Regions from separate parts of the Sus scrofa genome. Here region 1 is linked to region 2. A link is a contact called in public HiChIP or PLAC-seq data. All regions are on one chromosome and are shown on one strand. The core of a region is the stretch at or near the end of the contact, and the rest is flanking DNA. Distances in the headings are between cores, read along the strand shown. Region 1 has its middle 54 kb from the start of BTRC. Region 2 holds the start of LBX1 (ladybird homeobox 1).

Region 1 (2,767 bases), core at 17-2,516, 59 kb after region 2:
GCGCTCCGCCGCCAGGTTGCGGAAGCTCAAATCCCACACCACCTCCAAAGGCGTGTCTGACGCAGCCTTGGGTATCTTTGGGGGGGCACTAGCCATCCCCAGGTCCGGTGACTCCAGCCCTTGGGGCACTTCCCCGCCCCGGGGTCCCAGGGTGCCAAGAAAGCCCTAAGGTTCCTTCTATTGGGGGTGAGTGGAGGGGGCGAACTGCTCTACACCCAACCCTGCAACGCAGGGAGGCCTCCGGGAGAGGGCAGAGGGCACCAAGCCGGGACGGGGCGTCGGAAGCGGCGGGTCACTTAAGCCCCAGCGAAGAGGTGCGGAGATCCGCTGGGACAGCACAGGGTCGCGCCGCCCCCTGGCGGCTCAAAGGCAGAGTTGAGGCAGAGGGGCGGGCGGCAGCCGGGTCCGGTAACTCTGGGACAGGCTCTTATTCCCAGCGTTGAGCGGGGTAAGGATGTTGAAGAGACGGCCCCAAGAAGACTGTCTCGTCCGGTCCCCTCCCTTTCGCTCTCCCCCTGTCCCTTTCTCCGTTTCTTCTTTCCTCTTCCATCTCTCCCACTCTTCCTGCCCTTCCCCCTTCCTCTTCACTCCCTCTCCTACCCCCACCTCTTCCTTTCTCTCGTCCTTCGCCCGCCCCCTCCCGCCCCCGCGGGGCAGCGCCTCGGTGAGCCAGCTTGGCAGTTAGCCCATTAGATCTCGTACTATTGATCCGCTTCTGAGCCGAAGCTGACAGCCCCGGTTCCTGGTCTCTCCTTGTTCCCGTTCTTGGCGCCCCCCACCCCCGCCCTCATCTCCAGGCCGTCCTGGCCTGAACCTTCCCCCCCAACCCCCACGCGGGCCGCGCCGGAGTCTCGCCCTCACGAAGGACAAGAACAAATGTAATTAAAGCGACCGGCGAGGGGGGTGCGCCCCTACCGGCACCGACGCGAGCTGGGGTCCCAGCGGCCAGCCCTCGGTCTGCCGCCTCCCTCCGCCCCCGCCCGGGCGCTCCCCGCCCCCCCGGAGCGGGAGCATTTGGGTTGAGCTGCGCCTGTCCTATAAATCCACATATAATTCTCGCCTTTCCTGTTCAGCTAAGGAAAATAAACGTGTAAGGCTGTTTCTGGGAGCCCAGCTCAGGGACCGCTCTAAATTCTCCTCTTATTGAGTCCGGGCTGGAAATCATTCAGCTCGGCGGCGCGCCCCCTCCCCCTTCCCCCCTCCCTCCAGCCCGCGCCCGTGCCCGTGCCCGCCGCGCACACGCACGCGCGCACACGGAAGGCAGGAGCCGGGTATATAAATATCTCCAGCTCTCCCCATAGCCGGGCAGATTTATTCCGCTGCCAAGCCTGCAGAAAATTGACTTGTTCATGGAGGCGGCTATTGACACATCACCGGGGGGAGGGTTAGGGGAGAAAGCAGTGGAGCCGGCGCCCCTCCATTATACGTTAATGTAATCAGCAGTGTGCGAAATGACTGCGCGGAAAATAGCATCACTGACATTTATATTAGAGGATATTGATGGCAGGAGCTGTGACCGCATCACTCTGCCTCCCGTTTCCACGGATTGACACAGGAGCCTCTTGTTGGCTCCTTCCACGCTCGCCTCCCCTCCCCCCTCCCTCCCGCACCCTCTCTCCCTCTCTCCACCCAGTGTCTCTCCTAGCCTTACCCCCACTCTCCCAACTGACTTTTCCAGTCACTCATTTTCCAAATAATTCCTGAGCACCTACCTAGTGGGTACCACGGACAGGGTCTCGCCTCTCAGCCTCTCTAGGTTTCTCCTTCGCCTTCTCCCCCTCCCCCACCATGCCCTTGCCCTCTTTCTCCCTCCTTCCCAGCTCCCCCTCCCCCTTCCTTGGCTCGGTGGCTGGACCGCTGCTGTCACAGCAGATAGATAATTGAAAAATGGGCCTCACCTTTGCAGCCAGCAGGAGTGGTTCAGGCAGTTACTGCCGGGGTTACCTACTCCATCTCAGGCCCAAGCTCCAAAAGAGATTCTAAGGAAATTGGATTTTACATGGATGTTTTATTCGGGCAGAGGCTTTAGCGTATATAAATACAGGCGAGGAGGTCTTGTCGGCAAAGGATGAGTGAGGCGAGACAATCCCGCCTGGGGCCTGGAGGCTCAGGGGAGGCAGGCAGGGAACGTGCTCAGCTCTGGGTCCCAGACCTGGACATCAGAGCATTTCCTCCTCATCATTTGAAACTAAAAGAGGTTAACGCCTCTGAAGAGCTCCTCAGAAGCTGCCTTGGGAATTTTAAAAGTGTGTGATTGTTGGCAGGGCGATATACTGAGAAAAGAAGGAAATATACTGAAGAAGTTTGGGGACTGATTCTTTCAGTAAATATTTATTGAACCCTTAAATTGTGAGGTATTGTGTCTGGGGCAGAGGGGTAAGTTAGACATGACTGCTGCTTTCAAGGATAGGTGGGAGAATGAAAACCTGGGGTTTCATGTTAGGAACAAGGAGCGGGAAAGGTGGGACAGCGAATACTGAGATCACCTCTCTAGGACCTGACCATCTGGAAGCTTGGATAAGGCAGCAGAAAGGAAATGGGTCAGGCTGGGGGTTGAGGGCCCTACTGACTCTCCAGCCTCTCCTTCCTGGGCCTGGTTAGCAGAGCATCTAGGAACATTTTAGACAATTATGGTCACCAAATCCATAGGCAAGTTCACATCCACGATGTTTGCAAGGAATCCGATGAAAGTCCCTGGAGGGCTAGGATGATAGATCATGGAGAACCAAAGTGAGACCTTCCAGAGAGATCAGTTACAAGGTTTGAG
Region 2 (2,807 bases), core at 30-2,529:
ATCGGCGGGGGACAGGTACTTCTGGTAAAGGAAGCGCTTCTCCAACTCATAGATCTGGTGGTTGGTGAAGGCCGTTCGCGACTTTCGCCGCTTCTTGGGGGTCTGCCGCTGCCCAAAGATGGTCATTCCATCGCGGCCTGCGAGGAAACCAAAATATAGGCTTGCTCCAGGGGAGAGGAGACCCCCACCCTGGCCCTTACTCACCGCACCTAGACCTATCCGGCCTGTGGTCAGTCGCTGTCGCCTGCCGGATTAGATTCGACCACCAGGACTAGGGCAAGCCTCAGCTATGGCAAGCCCCCTTCCCCCATTTCTCAGCTACCGGAAGTCCCTAGGAAAAAATTGTTTTGGTCTCTGCCGGGTCACTTGAGAGTTGGTTTGAAAGACTCGATGTCCCTGGAACAGGAGAGAGCCAGACAGGGACTCCCTGACTGGGTGTGAATGCTGGCTCTCCACCACATTGCAATCAACTCAGCTCTACCTACCCAAAAGGTCCTAGCCAAGGCTCTCCAAACCCCAGTTCCCCGGGCCACTGTGAAAGGGAGGGAGCCAGGCAGAGCAGACCGACTGCGGAGAGATCTTGGGTTCCCGCCTCCCTTCCTCAGTCACTCGATCTGGCCTATCCAGAGGTCCCTAGGAAACAGGGTTTGGGTCCTGTCCCACGCATCTCCACTCCCAGCGGCAGCAGCTTGGGCTGGAGGGCCCTGGCGGCTGGCAAGGGAGGAGGCGGGCAGAGGGACCAGGCACTAAGCGTGGGACCCCTGGATCCAGGCGCGGGGTGCTGGTCGCAAAGGTACCCAGTGGCGGCGCCTACCTTCGGCTGCCTGCAGGACGCTGACCTCCAGCCCCTTAAAAGTCTTGCTGGCGAGCTCCTCCAGGGCGCACAGCGGCGAGGTCTGTGAGAGCAGCGCGCGGCCCGCCAGGGGCAAGCCGCCCGGCGCGTGCTTGTCCGCGGCCGCCAGTAGGTGCGCCGCCCCGCACAGCGAGTAACTTCTCCGCACAGACGGCTTGTTGAGGATGTCCTCAATGCTGAAAGGCGTTAGCGGCTTGTTGGAGTTGGCGGGCGGCGGCAGGTGGTCCAGAGGGCTGCGCCGCCTCTCCTCCCCCGGCGCCGCCTTGCTGTCCTCCTTGGAAGTCATCTCGGCCTCTTTTGGGGGCCCGGCCGGGGCGGCTCGGGTCGCGGGGACCCAGCCCGCGGGCAGCTCGGGCGCCGGGCGGCGCGAGCGGGTGGCAGGCAGACAGGAGGCCGCGCTGGGCAGGACGCGGGCCGGGCTCGGGCCGATTAGCGCAGCGGCAGAGGCGAACAGAGCCGCACGGGGCCCCAGGAGGAGGGCGCTGACGCGGGCGCCACAGCCGCCGGGGCTTCCAGCAATCCGGGGCCCGAGCCGGGGCGCGCCGCGCGGGGCTCCAGTTTCGCCAGCCCCCGGTGCTATTTAAAGGTGTCAGGTGGCTCCGCGGCGGCTCCTGGCCCCGGGTCCTGGCGGCGGCAGTTGGAAGAGCCGAGGCGAGGGCGCCGATCCCGTACTGCGAGGGGAGGCGGAGAGATGGGGCAATTGACTATTGCTAACAAGTTAGCCTTGATCGAGGAGTAATCAATTATCTGCAGCGGCACTTCTCTCTCTCTCTTTCTCTTTCTCCCTGTCTTTCTCCTCTCTTCTTTCTCTCTGTTCTCTCTCTTCCTGTTCTCTCCCTCCCTCTCTCCCTCCCTCCCTCCCTCTCTCTTCTCTTCTCCGCTCCCCCCGTCTCTCTCCTTCTCCCTCTCCCTCGTCCTCCCTTTCACTCTCTGTCCGTCCAATGCAGGCGGCTCTAAGTTGGGAAGCTCATTAATTAGCGGGCCTGGGGTAGGAGGAGCCGGCTGGAATTAGCCTGCCTAATGCGCCTGTCAGTCCGGGCGCTGCGCCGCGCTCGGCCCGAGCTGTTTGTAAATTACATTAGCGGCGCCTTTATTGCACCCGAACCTCCGGCGACTGAAAAGCCGCCGCCCCCACCCCAAACTGCGAGCCGCACTCCCGGCGCACCCACCTCCCGCCGGCCTGGCTGTAGCGGCAGCGCTGGCCCGGAGGTCTCAGGCTCTTCAACCAGGATTTGGCGCCCTAGAAGGGCTGCAGGAGCTCAGCCGGGGAGGTATGCAGCCGCCGCGCGGGCCAGGTAAGACCAGTAGTCTGGGTGGGCCCAGTGTCGCGGGCCCAGAGAGGACTTTGCCAAGCTGAGATCAAAGACCTAGCGCCCCTAACCCTAGACCCACTTGTCCCTCACCCTCGGCCTTGGGCCACGCGCCCGGGGCGAAGGAATCTGCAGCCCTCCAGCTGGCCCGCGGGAGGTCCGAGGGGGCTCTGCAGCCCTGAGTGAGGCGACACGGGAAGCAGGGGTGAGGGAGCCCGGGGGTTGGGGTAGGAGGCCAGCCAGAGGACACAGCTTTCCCCAACCAAGTGGTGGAAGGGGAGTTGTTGGTGACTCTAGACCCCTCTTCCCCGGCGTGAGCCCAAAGCGACAGCCTTACCTCCTCCGGCAGTCTTGCACACTCTCTTCGGGCCGCGGCTCTCCGGGTCGGCCGGGGCCACCGCCGGTCTGGTGACTGGTGTCCGACCGAGTAGCCGGGCCGGGTGCTGGGGCTAACGGGGCAGGCTCAGGGCCTCCCCGCTGCGCTCTGCCGGGCCCCGGCCGGGGCCCCGCTGCCGGCCCCGCCCAGCCCAGCGCCGGGCTTGAGTGCACCGCCAGGCCGACTCCAGCTGTTCCGGATGCGGGGCGGGGGCCGGGAGGGGGCCGGGCCACGGGCCGGGGCTGTGCTCTCAGGAACCAGGAGGGAT

The links. HiChIP or PLAC-seq counts read pairs in DNA pulled down with a chosen protein or histone mark.
Region 1: an H3K27ac HiChIP or PLAC-seq map of skeletal muscle shows a contact between it and region 2. The contact joins the enhancer-like site here to the promoter of LBX1 in region 2. A contact is called at or near these places in 2 of 5 promoter capture datasets (fetal liver and liver), 18 of 47 Hi-C or Micro-C datasets (alveolar macrophages, blood, brain and 11 more) and 1 of 2 datasets of contacts at active chromatin or transcription factors (skeletal muscle).

What each region holds. Positions count from the first base shown.
Region 1 is chr14:112,343,700-112,346,466 of Sscrofa11.1, forward strand. No RefSeq gene overlaps it. Among named protein-coding and RNA genes, the nearest start is that of BTRC, 54 kb to the right of the region's middle. Within about 2 kb of position 1,267, at least 22 of the 83 cell types and tissues checked have an H3K27ac peak or open chromatin away from gene starts, as enhancers often do. A contact at or near this core is called in brain, fetal skeletal muscle, retroperitoneal adipose tissue and 3 more, where this site is marked.
Region 2 is chr14:112,284,937-112,287,743 of Sscrofa11.1, forward strand. LBX1 (ladybird homeobox 1) reads right to left here and starts at 1,280. Exons shown (of 2, transcript NM_001206336.1): 1 at 815-1,280; 2 at 1-137. The coding sequence starts at 1,139.